Regions from separate parts of the Zea mays genome. Here regions 2 and 3 are each linked to region 1. Evidence: chromatin contacts called from public Hi-C data. All regions are on one chromosome and are shown on one strand. Each heading gives the region's core, a stretch centred on a gene start, on an enhancer-like site or on the middle of the called end of the contact. The rest is flanking DNA. Distances are from core to core; before and after follow the strand shown.

Region 1 (4,259 bases), core at 864-3,363:
GCAATCGTTTCACGGAAATACACATTCATTGTAGTGTTCAACAACCAATCATACAGATTTCTAGAAAAAGCATTGCTCATAAAAGGAATTGTAGCATCATATGGAAGAATGACATCACTACCAAGAGTTCAAGAAAAACTTGATGTGCACCTTCCTCCCAATCCAGCCAAAAACAAACTGATAACAACAGCTGCTCAATCTCCCTCTACAGTCATGTCTAGACTTTCCACGGCGGACTCACCAAGTGTAAGTTAAATCATGCTTATCAAATACCTTTTCATTCTTGAACTTCCATTTAATGATAGATGTTTCATTCATCCTCAGGTGAGTCGAAAGCTAACCTATTCTCCAGCAAAGGATAAACCTGAGGTAAGTCTATTTGATATTTGATATGAAGGAAACAATCCACCATGTTCTACACCAACACTTGAAAGAAAAAAAATGAAATATGACATCTTTTTTGAATATTTTCAATATATGATTTTTTTTCAAAAAACTTTACCAACTGTTCTTAATTTCCCTTTTACTCTTATACAAATAATTTAACTATTGCACAGACAAACCCTCTTGATGCTGATAAAAATAGAGCTCCTGCAACAACACTTGAATCACCTACAAAAAGGTCTGTAGTTCTCATCTCATCATATAGTACTACTTCCATTAGTACATTCGCTATACTATACAGCTAAACTTTCATCCTACATTCATCCAGGATCAAACAAGACCCTAAGAATCAACAAGAGTAGACGTTGTGTGCAACACAGTAAGGTAAACAATGCAGCTACAACTTCAAATAGACTAAAACTTTACTCTATGATTGAAATATCCTACCATTATTGGCTGCAGGAATACTTCTGAACATCACGCCCAAACTTCAACAAACGAAGCATATTCCTCACTATTTTGTCTATAAATATTATGTGTGCCTTCTTCTATGAAGCAAACCTTACCCTCGATATGCTATATATAATATCTATGTATTGTCATGTAATATAACCATCTATAAACTCATCAGTTGCTACAATATATTCTAAGCAAACCTTACCCTCGATATGCTATATATAATATCTATGTATTGCCATGTAATATAACCATCTATAAACTCATCAGTTGCTACAACATATTCTCATGTTATGCATATAAAATTGTTTGCTTCGGTTCGGTAAAAATATATAACATAAAAAAGCTAAACGTGCGCGCCAGCACGCCAGTTGACCTGTATAATAACCAACCGGAAAGGGGAAAAAAGGAGAAAAAATGTGCCTGACTCCCCGAAATACTGATATATATGCCATATACCTTGTATATAATGAAAGTTTATTGTACACATGTGTATACTGATGAGGTGATGAACATATTAGTAATACGGAGTCATTTTTGTTTTAATCTTCTTTTAGCAAGTATATTCTAGTGTAAGCACGCCATCTATAAGAGTGTCCATGCTAGACTCCTCAATTACGATGGAAACCGAACGCATGCTGTTGCTGTCTTGGTCAGGCAATTAAGCGAGAGGACTTCAACTCCGCTCGTGCAGAAAAGTTCACGGTGACACCTTCGATCCACGATGTTCATTAGCATAGAGACAGTGGTGGATCCAGCTCTAAAAAAATAGGTATGGAAGAGTCGCGAACAATCGAAGACATATAATATAGGAACGTAAGTAATATATAAAAGCAAATTGTATTCGGTACTATTTATCTATAACTGAATCGCGCAAACAAGACGATAAACGGTTTGGTGATCGATAAATATATGCCATAAGATAAGATTCATGATAACACCTCAGAAAAGGCAAGAACATTTTGCTTCATGCAACAATTTCAAACATACAGCAAAAGATAAACGACAAACCTGTCAATTAGGAAAAAAACTAAGATTAGTTTGTGAGTGTCAATAAATAATCATGCATTTATTTATCTTTGTAGATCTCATTGTAATCAGCACAGTGGTGCAAGCAAAATTGTAAACGAACACTCTGATAAAAAGCTATGCTTTTCGAAGTATGAAATACACAACAACAAAAAAATCGTACTGGGCCTGATACAGTGATTCCTTCAGACGTATTGCCCACGAGGCATTTTTTTTTGTTGGGTACGTGGTTGCCTCTCGCGCAGGTGTGCACAAGGCTAGGCCAGCCCAGCCCAGCAGTCCACTCGCGCATAGATCCAAGCGTTAATGCCCCGAGCGCGAGCGTGAATGCGTGATGCTGCAAGCCAAAAACCCTTCCGTTTGCGCGAGCGCCCCAGTGCCCCCAGCAACGACTAACGAGCCAACGACTGGTTGGCCCGTCGCTGCCGCCCAGCGCCAGGTGCCCAGGTCTTCTTCGGGCCCTTCGTCGGCAAGCACCACCAGGTGTGCGAAACAGAGCACCAAGCCCTAACTTACCTTTTGTATTCGGATCTGATCTAATTATTGTTGAGAACTACGTTATCGCGGATCACCAGATCCGCTCCCTTTCCTCCCGTCAACAGTAAAGGCGCGAGAAGCTGTAGAGAACCCGTCTCCCTTCCCATAAGCACGACAGAGGAAACACACGAGACACATGATATAGAGTTGGGTCTCTGACCTCTTTCTGATCTCTTCACTATATTATGAGGTGTATAGGTTCATTATATAGAGATGTGAGACCCATCGTGGGCAAAGTAGGTATTTGCCCACATAACCCTAACTAGGGTTACTTAACACTCCCCCTTGGGCGAATATCGCGACCAACACATGTCTCGTTAAAACTCCGAAAAACCCAGTGGAAAAAATATGGAGAAAGAGTGCATGGTGATACAATTGCATTTGCACTTTGTTGCCTCGTTAAAAACCTTATGTGAGAAACTTCAAGAAAACTCACTAAGGGGAAAAGAGTGCATCAACTGTCATCAGGACATATTTCGATCTTCTAGATCTAGATTACATCGAATCTTCTACAAGAGCTAAATTTAGAAATGTGCTCCCCTTGATCCTTGCAAAACCGTATCAATATGGCACAACATCTTCTTCTAAAAGTATATGCACATAAAGATTTAGCAAACAGATTGCATATCCTTGCAAGGACTATTTCAGGAACTTTACCTCTACTCACTTCTAGGATATACGAGGTAAGTGCACGTATCAATATAAATAAGCCACTTTGACTGATGGTGTTCGATCGACTGGATCTATATATTTGATAGAAAGTTCCATAAAGGTTCGTATATTGATCATCAAGCTCACGCCTTCAGGACATAGAATATGACATTTATTGTCTCACGATTATGATCAATATAAGCATTCGCTCCCCCTGACGATGACATCTGTCAAAGTCGTTATCCCTCATAACTCAAGCATATTCTTCAATATATATGTCTCATTGTTCATCTGGAATAACGAGAACGGATGAGGTTGGAGTGCTATCATTTTCTATCTTACACCACAATTTATACATAGTTGTGCAAAGCAAATAACATGTCCTTCATTAGGACTTAGGGGATAATATAGTTGCAATAGTACATATTCTAAATATGACACATCGCTCCAGGCGTTCATCCATCGCAACATCTATGATGGTGTAACAAAAGTCCATCAAAGATCGTAATCCATCAGGGATTTTTCATCGATCAGATACATCGTTATAGTCTGTCATTCTGGTACAATGGGATATTTTGCCAGTAACACCTAAACCTTATAGGTTTCTGCCATCAGGGCTTTAGAGGATACCGTAATTCCACATATGATGGAATACACGAGTGTACATACACTCGGTAAAACTCGTGACATGCACATGTGCTTATCAAGCAAACTTCAAGTCCTTTGGTTCCTCATTTCATTCATTCTCGGGTCTATATGGGTCTTTATCCCTTTATAGGGATTATCAAACTTTGGTGTTTAACACAGACTTTATTTCTTCTGGAAAGGTTCCATCAAGGAACTATAATCTCATCTAGGAGATATTCTCTCTACATAGGAGAGTGTTCATTCATCAGGAATGTATTATTCGGTAAGAGATTTATATGTTGCATATTTATAATTCAAAGATACGAGTCCTTCTAGGATCTCATGACGGATCTTCAGAATCCTATTAACTGCATATTTTAATTCATGCCATTTGTCAGATATATTACATAGCGGAACAGTGTTTATTCAACACATATGTGGGATAGATCTCTCACAAGACCACTTGAACCATCGCATTCACCACATATTATTTCAGCAGTGCCCATAAATGTCCGAACTTCAAGCTCGCGACTTTTATTTTGCGATTATTGGTTCAGCCTCGATTGCATTTATCA
Region 2 (4,259 bases), core at 770-3,269, 210 kb after region 1:
GGTTCCCTCATCACGCCACATCCAGTTAGTAAGTGAACAGAGATAATTGTGGAAAATTTAGTTTTGTTAAAATGCAAAACATTCCGGTGTTATTCACCAGTGAGTTTTTTGGTAGGGCTCGGGAGAAGGTACACTGGTACACTATGAGGATGACATCATAGGTGATTCAGTTTGGTTCGAAAGACTCTATTATAAGTAGAGATGGCAATGGGGACCCGATCCCCGATTCCCCGCGGGGAATTCCTCCATTAGGGGATGGGGATGGGGAAGAAACTTCCCCCGCGAGGATATAAACGGGGAAAATTTATCCCCCGACGGGTAAACGGGGATGGGGACGGGGAAGCATTCCCCATCCCCGTTCCCCGCGGGGACCCGTTAAACTTGCACGTGACTATGTTTTTGTGTACTAGTTAACGACAAAAATAAATAATTACTTTATTAAGAGACCAGTAATTGTACAAATGTGTTCATTTTAATGTATGCATAATAATTTCTTATATCTGACAATGTGTATAAGTGACAATATTTAACATTGATAGCAAAGTACATATGTCTTAATTGTAACTTAAACGGGGATGGGGATCCCCGTTGGGGATTTATCCCCGCGGGGAACGGGGATGGGGAAGAAATGCTCCCCGCAAGCGTTCGTGGGGATCCCCGCGGGGAAGTTTTTTCGTCGCGGGGACGGGGATGGGGAGCTATTCCCCGGCAGGGAATTCCCCGTTGCCATCCCTAATTATAAGGCATAAATGACAGGATTATAACAGTAAAATATCTCTCTAAAACTGATAAAAAGATCTAAAACTACTGTTAAGCACTTAAACTAGAGTGCTAGAAATAAAACCCATCGCGGTTGGAGCAATCCCTTATCTTCATGGTTGTGAATTCTAATGAAGTATTTTTTTACTCAATGTAGTAATTATTTATTGTACATTTTAAAATATTTATAGATAACTTACTATAGATTTATTATATGTATGTATGGGTCAAAAGGTACTCCATATAACCAGCCCCTTGAAATCTCAAACACGGCCCTAGATGAGTGGGAGAAATATATGAAAGATCATCTTCCTCCACTTCGGAGAGACGGATAGACCATAGACGAGAGGGGAAATGACGGGAGAAAACACGGGTTACTGTTTTTTATTTTATTTTTTTCGAGCAAAACAATAATGAGAGTGACAACGTCTCTAGAGACGGCAAAATGGATCTTAATAGAATACAAGCGACCACCGAATTTTATACGTAGAAGAGACGTGTGTTGTAACTAGGATAAGATATCGACCCATGCATCTCGATTTAGTTTAACGTCTCTGCTGACTCGTTAAGATAACAAGCTGGTTCGGTTTATTAAGATAACGAGCTGACTCGGTTCATTAAGAAATCGACCTAGAGAATCTGTTCGGCTCAGCTTATTTACAAGATCGAACTGGCTCGTATAGCTTGTGAGCGACAAAAAACAATATACACATACATAAAATAATATAATCACTTACTTGTTAATTCTAACCAATTTAACACTATAAAAAGTTATAATACTCACAGTTTCATATCCATGTCAATTCACACATCAAATTAATGAGCTGACTCGGTTCATTAAAAAATCGACCTAGATAATCTGTTCGGCTCAACTTATTTACGAGATGAGCTGGCTCGTTTAGCTTGTGAGAGACAAAAACAATATACATATACATAAAATAATATAATCACTTACTTGTTAATTCTAACCAATTTAACACTATAAAAAAGTTATAATACTCACAATTTCATATCCCATGTCAATCCACGCATCAAATTAATATGAATCACTTATTAGTTCATCGAACACGGTGTAAATTTTATTTTGTTGATAAATTATTGTGTTCGAACTAACGAGCTAGCTCGAGCTCGGCTTAGGCTCAAGCTAGCTCATTAACAAACTAAGTTAAGATGCTTGCTAACTCGTGATAAAATTAAAATGAATCGAGTCGAGACGGGCTAACCACGAGTGGAATGAAATCACAAGTCCGGCTCAAGTTGCAAAATCGGACGCAAATGCTAATGCCGTAATGCGCCGAATAAAAATTTATCCCCACTTGTAATCATTAAAGTCTTTAGGTCTCAGAGTCTTGGCTTTCGTTGTCAAAACTACAAATGCCAGAACTCCGGGTGGTCTATTGATGTTATTTATAAACGCGAATGGCCAAACAGAACTGCCTGGCGCCTGCCACAGATCGAGGAAATCCCAAGGTCAAAGTAGATTCCCAAATCCTAACCAGTCGTGCGCGACTGCGCGGTGCGCCCGTGCCTCAGAGATGGATGACGTATCCGTGAAGCAGATCGCCGTTCTGTACCCCGTCGGCGGCGTCGGGCACGTCGGGCCCATGACGCAGCTCGCCAAGGTCTTCCTCCACCACGGCTACGACGTCACCATGGTGCTCATCGAGCCGCCCATCAAGTCGACCGACTCCGGCGCCGGCTTCATCGAGCGCGTGGCCGCCTCCAACCCGTCCATCACCTTCCACGTCCTGCCGCCGACCCCGGCACCTGACGTGGCCAGCTCCACCAAGCACCCTTTCCTCCTCATACTGGAGCTGATGCGCCAGTACAACGACAAGCTCGAGAGCTTCCTCCGCTCCATCCCCCGGGAGCGCCTGCACTCCCTCGTCATCGACCTGTTCTGCACCCACGCCATCGATGTGGCGACGAGGCTGGGCGTCCCCGTATTCAAGTTCTTCGCCTCAGGCGCGGGGACTCTGGCGATCTTCACCCAGCTGCCGGCGCTGCTTGCCGGTAGGCTGACGGGCCTGAAGGAACTTGGGGACAAGCCGCTTCAGTTCCTCGGGGTGCCGCCCATGCCGGCGTCCCATCTCGCCACGTCGCTGCTGGAGAGTCCGGAGGACGAGCTGTGCAGGACCTCGATGGAGATCTTGGAGCGCAACGCGGGCACCCACGGCGTACTGGTCAACACGTTCGAGTCGCTGGAGCAGCGGGCCCTCCAGGCGCTGAGGGATCCCCTGTGCGTTCCCGGACAGGCACTGCCTCCAGTCTACCCCATCGGGCCGTTGGTTGGGACTGGGACGGGCAGACAGGAAGGCGACGGCGGCCCTCAGCACGAATGCCTCGCGTGGCTGGACGCGCAGCCGGAGCGCAGCGTCGCGTTCCTCTGCTGGGGGAGCAAGGGCGCCCTACCCAAGGAGCAGCTCAAGGAGACCGCCGTTGGCCTGGAAAGATGTGGGCAACGGTTCCTGTGGGTCGTGCGCACGCCGGCAGGCAGGGACGGGCCCGGAAGATACTGGGAGCAACGTGCCGAGGCGGATCTGGACGCGCTCTTGCCGGAGGGCTTCGTGGAGCGGACCAAGGACCGTGGCCTCGTCGTCACGTCGTGGGCGCCGCAGGTGGATGTGCTCAACCACCCCGCTACAGGCGTATTCGTCACCCACTGCGGGTGGAACTCGACGCTGGAGGCGATCGCGGCGGGGGTGCCGATGCTGTGTTGGCCACTGGCGGGCGCGGAGCAGAGGATGAACAAGGTGTTTATAACCGAGGACATGGGCGTCGGGATGGAGATGGAGGGCTACATGACAGGTCTCATCAAAGCTGAAGAAATTGAGGGAAAACTGAGGCTAGCGTTGGAGTCCGAGGAGGGGACGAGGCTTAAGAAACGAGCGCTGCAACTGAAGAAAGAGACGGAGGAAGCGATGGAGGACGGTGGCTCGTCGGAGGCGGCATTTCTCCGATTCTTGTCAGATGTTGCAAATGTTAGAGGCTGATTGGTTACCCGCATCAGTCTATTATGATTGTATTGGTGAGCCAGGCTAGATAAAATTTGTTTTGTTTATAAAAATATCAAGATATGAAATCGGTTATATAATTAAATATTTAGGCATATGTTTGGTGTGCAGCCATATTTGTGGTAACATTTTTCTCATGTTGCATAGGATCCACTCATCATAAAAATATGACAAGATTTTGTTTTAACATGCTAAAGTATGGTGAAGAATTCAAACGTCTAATTTTAAACAAGTGTGACAAAATATGTAGCAATCTTTAGCATCTTAGAGCATCTCCAAGAGAGGACTTAAGTCGGGTCATATATTCAAATATAGGAGTTAAGATCTCAAAATAGCTTTCAACAAAGTTGTTATTTTATAAATTTCTATCAAATGAGTCACAGTTGCTAAATATAGCACCCCAGCCAGGGGACCTATTCATGTGTGTCTAATCTCACGGAGTTAACTACCACGTGGGTTTAGGAGTGAGTTTAGTAGTTGTTGTTG
Region 3 (4,259 bases), core at 1,303-3,802, 190 kb after region 1:
AGGTCTATTTTTTTACAACCACAAAATAGTGGTAGCCATGGACTATCCATCTGTATACATCTAGGATATCTCCAGCGGATCGTATAAATAGTCGCGTAAAATACATAGTAGAGTGTACTGTTTACAGAGTTAAATATGAAATAGCATAGGAGATAGAAAATATAGTGCAAACATAGCCAACCTCCTCGGACTGCCATTCAAACTTCGAACAAGTGTTCTATCGCCATCAGCTAGTGGATATATATCCGGGAAGCAGCGACCATCTCCTATCGCGCCTTCAGTTTAGGAGTTCAATTAGGACTCAGACACTCGGTTAGCGACTAGTATTCTGATCCGACACTTGTTCGCCAGTTCCTTGATGTGTAAGCTAAGTGAGTCTTGGCTTTCGTTCTCAAACTGCAAAAGTCAGTTCCTTGATGTGCTCGTTCTCAAAAACGGCAAGACAACGTCGTCTACTGAGATGGCGAATAGGTGTGGCAACTTCCACGTTGTAGCATCCAAACACAAACAGCTCGCAGCGTAGATTCCTCGATCCCATCCATCTCAGTGGAGCGGCTGCTTCGCCAGCAAGGCACCCCTGCCTGCGCGCAGCTATAAAGTTGGGTCCCGCAGGCACCCCTTTGCACAGCAGCTCCGAAGCCACACCACAGTTATTTATTACTGTTTTTTCGTTGCCTCCAATCCAATAGAGTTGACCGAACCACGCGCCGCCCGCTGACATGGACGACGTAGTACCAGCGACAGCGAAGCAGACCGTCGTTCTGTACCCCGGCGGCGGCGCCGGGCACGTCGCGCCGATGACGCAGCTCGCCAAGGTCTTCGTCCGCCACGGCTACGACGTCACCATGGTGCTCCTGGAGCCGCCCATCAAGTCGAACGCCTCCGGCGCCAGCTTCGTCGAGAGCTTCGCCGCCTCCAACCCGTCCATCACCTTCCACCTCCTCCCGCCGATCCCTCCCCCCGACCTCGCCAGCTCCACCAAGCACCCTTTCCTCGTCGTGCTGGAGTTGCTGGGCCAGTACAACGACAAGCTCGAGAGCTTCCTCCGCACCATCCCGCGCGAGCGCCTGCACTCCCTTGTCATCGACATGTTCTGCACCGACGCCATCGACGTGGCCGCGAAGGTGGGCGTCCCCGTCTACACGTTCTTCGCGGCGAACGCCGGAGCCCTGGCCGTCTTAACACAGACGGTGGCGCTGCTTGACGGCCGGCAAACGGGCCTCAAGGAGCTCGGGGACACGCCCATCGAGTTCCTTGGCGTGCCGCCGATCCCGGCGTCGCACATCATCAGGGAGATGCTCGAGGACGCGGAGGACGAGGTGCGCACGGCAATGGCGAAGATCTGGAAGCGCGACACGGACACCCGGGGCGTCCTCATCAATACCTTCTACTCGCTGGAGGCCCAGGCCCTGCAGGCGTTCAGTGACCCGCTGTGCGTCCCTGGCAAAGTGTTGCCTCCTGTTTACCCCATCGGGCCGTTGGTTGGCAAGGGCGGGAGCGGGACGGACGGAGGAGAGGCGGCGGAGAGGCCGCATGAGTGCCTCGCCTGGCTCGACGCGCAGCCGGAGCGCAGCGTCGTGTTCCTCTGCTGGGGGAGCAGGGGCTTGCTGTCAGAGGAGCAGCTTAAGGAGATAGCCGCTGGCCTAGAGAAGTCCGGGCAACGGTTCCTGTGGGTGGTGCGCACGCCGGCCAGCAGCGACGACCCGAAACGATTCTGGCTGCCACGCCCGGAGCCGGACCTTGACGCCCTTCTGCCGGAGGGGTTCTTGGAGCGGACCAAGGACCGCGGCCTCGTCATCAAGTCGTGGGCGCCGCAGGTGGACGTGCTCAGCAACCCCGCTGTTGGCGCGTTTGTCACCCACTGCGGGTGGAACTCGTCGCTTGAGGCCATCACAGCGGGTGTGCCGATGCTGTGCTGGCCACAGGGCGCAGAGCAGAAGATCAACAAGGTACTTATGACCGAGGCCATGGGCATCGGGCTGGAGCTGGAGGGGTACAACACAGGTTTCATCAAGGCTGAGGAGATAGAGACGAAGGTGAGGCTTGTGCTGGAGTCCGAGGAGGGGAGGGAGATTAGGACACGGGCGGCAGAGGTGAAGAAAGAAGCACACGCGGCGTTGGAGGACGGGGGATCATCGAAGGCAGCATTTCTCCAATTCTTGTCAGATGTCAAGAATATTAATTAGGTCGGGAAGTGATCAATCTTTAACCGCCCGATACAACGTAACACAAACTATTCAATAAAATATTAGTATACATATTGCTTAGGAAAAAAAATCCCATAAACAAGTAATAAAGAAAACATGTGTGTAGCAACAATATCTATATCTATACTACTTATTAAGGTAGCAAGGATAATCTGCCTCCCCGCCGTTCTGCCTTCCAACGATCTCAACTGTCCATCCACGCCTCTGTTTTCGTCCCGTCGGATGCTGCCAACGCCCGCGCGCATCCCCTGGTCGTCAGCCCCACCCATCCGTGCGAGCGAGCAACCCATTGCAGCCACCACCGCCCTACCTACTCACCTCCTCGGCGCGAACAGCCGCCGAACCCTTATCGCTCGCCCCTCGCCCGTGCCAGCAACCCCCGCCACCGCCGCCGCCCTGCCTCTCGTCCACCCCTCCGCCGCGAGATGTCGCCGGCCCCTCACCATCCTCTATCCACAGCGCGCGGGGCGTAGCCCCCCTCTAGCGCCGCTCAAGGGTGAAGGGCCCATCCGCACCCTGATGTTGGCCACCTCCACCATGCTCTGATGCCCATCCTTCGTCATGACCCCCTCCAGTTCCATTACTGACGGACGGTCCTCTTCATAGGCAAGGTAGAGATGGAGGACAGCAAAACACTAACACCCGAGCCATGCCACCACCAATCTATTCCTCCAAACCCTTCTGTACATGTGCGCTACACATACATGAGGCTCCTCCTCCTCGTCAACCCCACATGGTTCAACTGAATCTGTCCATGCTCGTGGCTTTCTTTGTTGCCTTCCATTGATGTGGTTCTTGATTCAATGTTCTAAAAGCTGCAGATGAGGCGTACTTCAGATGCAGCGTGCTCAAGTGTAGGAGATTGTCAATATCATCTTGTTGAATCGATGTGGGGGAGGATGTCTACTTGGTGAAACATCCAAAAAAGGGACTTTGTCCTTTATTTTGAATCCTTTATCATTCTGTTATTAGTACATTGGGGATGCATTATGATTGTAATAAAATATGTTCACATTTGTTCTTAAGGTGAGCCACAAGATTCAGGAATATCATTGTAGATTGTTTTTGAATTAGGCCACCTATCCTAATTTTTCGAGTTTGCATGGGCCTGCGATGCATTACGGAGGCATTTGGAGGTAGCATTTATCTTTATACCAGGTCAGTAGTTTTTAATGGCCTCTGCTTTTGTTACTCAAACATTTATGACATGAAAATGCAGGAAAGGTTATTCGTGCACCTTCTGGAATGACGCATGAGAAAATCTCTCCAGTTCATTATGATGAGGAATTAGGAAATTCCTTATTCAATGGCTTGCCAAAGTATGATTTTTTTAAAGGAGTTTTAGTATTTACTATGGTTTAATTTCTGAATCATTGAATCATCTGGGATGCATGCATGCAAAGGTAGTTTCATGTCATCTGTTGGTTGCTGAAGTAGTGTGATGGAAATTTTGCAGATGTCGTGCGGTACTACAAGCAGAACGCCGATGAAACATGGTTCGACGTCTCGCTGAATAGCCTGCTTCCCGGCTCAGTCCTCAATTGCCAGCGCCAGGTGTCAGGATGTCTCATCCAGAAAAAGCCTAATGGCTACTCAAAGGTCTGTTGTCTGTCCATGATTGAGATCTTTAGTTTTCACACGTTCTCAGTACAGTACCTGATGGTTTAGATCATGAGATTTGTGTGACCTGGGTGGAACACGTTGAGGTGGACGATAGGTCAGTGCACAACATCTACAAGCTGTTGGGGGCAAGCAGCAGTTCTGCAGTTGTAAAGAAGTACTGACCATAGACAGTGAACTTGTTAATGCACTTACACAGGCAACTTGCTTGCTTGGAATAACGTAGAGCATCAATATAAAATCTAGAATACAAACTCAGCATTTCTAAGACCTGTAAATATTTGGCACAAATTTCAAAAAAAAAGTAGGAATGGATTATGACTACTAGAGTTTATAGCATATGTACATGTAAAGGATAAAGTACATGGGTTGCTATGCAAGGCATTTTTATAAACCTCGGACGATGGGTCGAATTCCTCCACTTCACACTCC

What was found. Hi-C and Micro-C count contacts between places; a contact is called where the count stands out from the background.
Region 2: a contact with region 1 is called in a Hi-C map of leaf, with 2.9 times the contacts expected there. The contact joins the promoter of LOC100381705 here to the enhancer-like site in region 1. A contact is called at or near these places in 2 of 25 Hi-C or Micro-C datasets (ear and leaf).
Region 3: a contact with region 1 is called in a Hi-C map of tassel, with 2.9 times the contacts expected there. The contact joins the promoter of LOC100192604 here to the enhancer-like site in region 1. A contact is called at or near these places in 2 of 25 Hi-C or Micro-C datasets (ear and tassel).

The regions. Positions count from the first base shown.
Region 1 is chr3:205,633,740-205,637,998 of Zm-B73-REFERENCE-NAM-5.0, reverse strand. It overlaps the pseudogene LOC100272503. Among protein-coding and RNA genes, the nearest start is that of LOC100192885, 16 kb to the left of the region's middle. Within about 2 kb of position 2,113, at least 18 of the 20 cell types and tissues checked have an H3K27ac peak or open chromatin away from gene starts, as enhancers often do. A contact at or near this core is called in ear, leaf and tassel, where this site is marked.
Region 2 is chr3:205,421,115-205,425,373 of Zm-B73-REFERENCE-NAM-5.0, reverse strand. It overlaps LOC100381705, which reads left to right and starts at 2,019. Exons shown (of 1, transcript NM_001174514.2): 1 at 2,019-3,881. The coding sequence starts at 2,160. The coding sequence ends at 3,752.
Region 3 is chr3:205,446,509-205,450,767 of Zm-B73-REFERENCE-NAM-5.0, reverse strand. It overlaps LOC100192604, which reads left to right and starts at 2,552. Exons shown (of 6, transcript NM_001137819.1): 1 at 2,552-2,943; 2 at 3,029-3,526; 3 at 3,664-3,806. The coding sequence starts at 3,514. LOC100274555 reads left to right here and starts at 663. Exons shown (of 1, transcript NM_001148910.2): 1 at 663-2,368. The coding sequence starts at 720. The coding sequence ends at 2,186.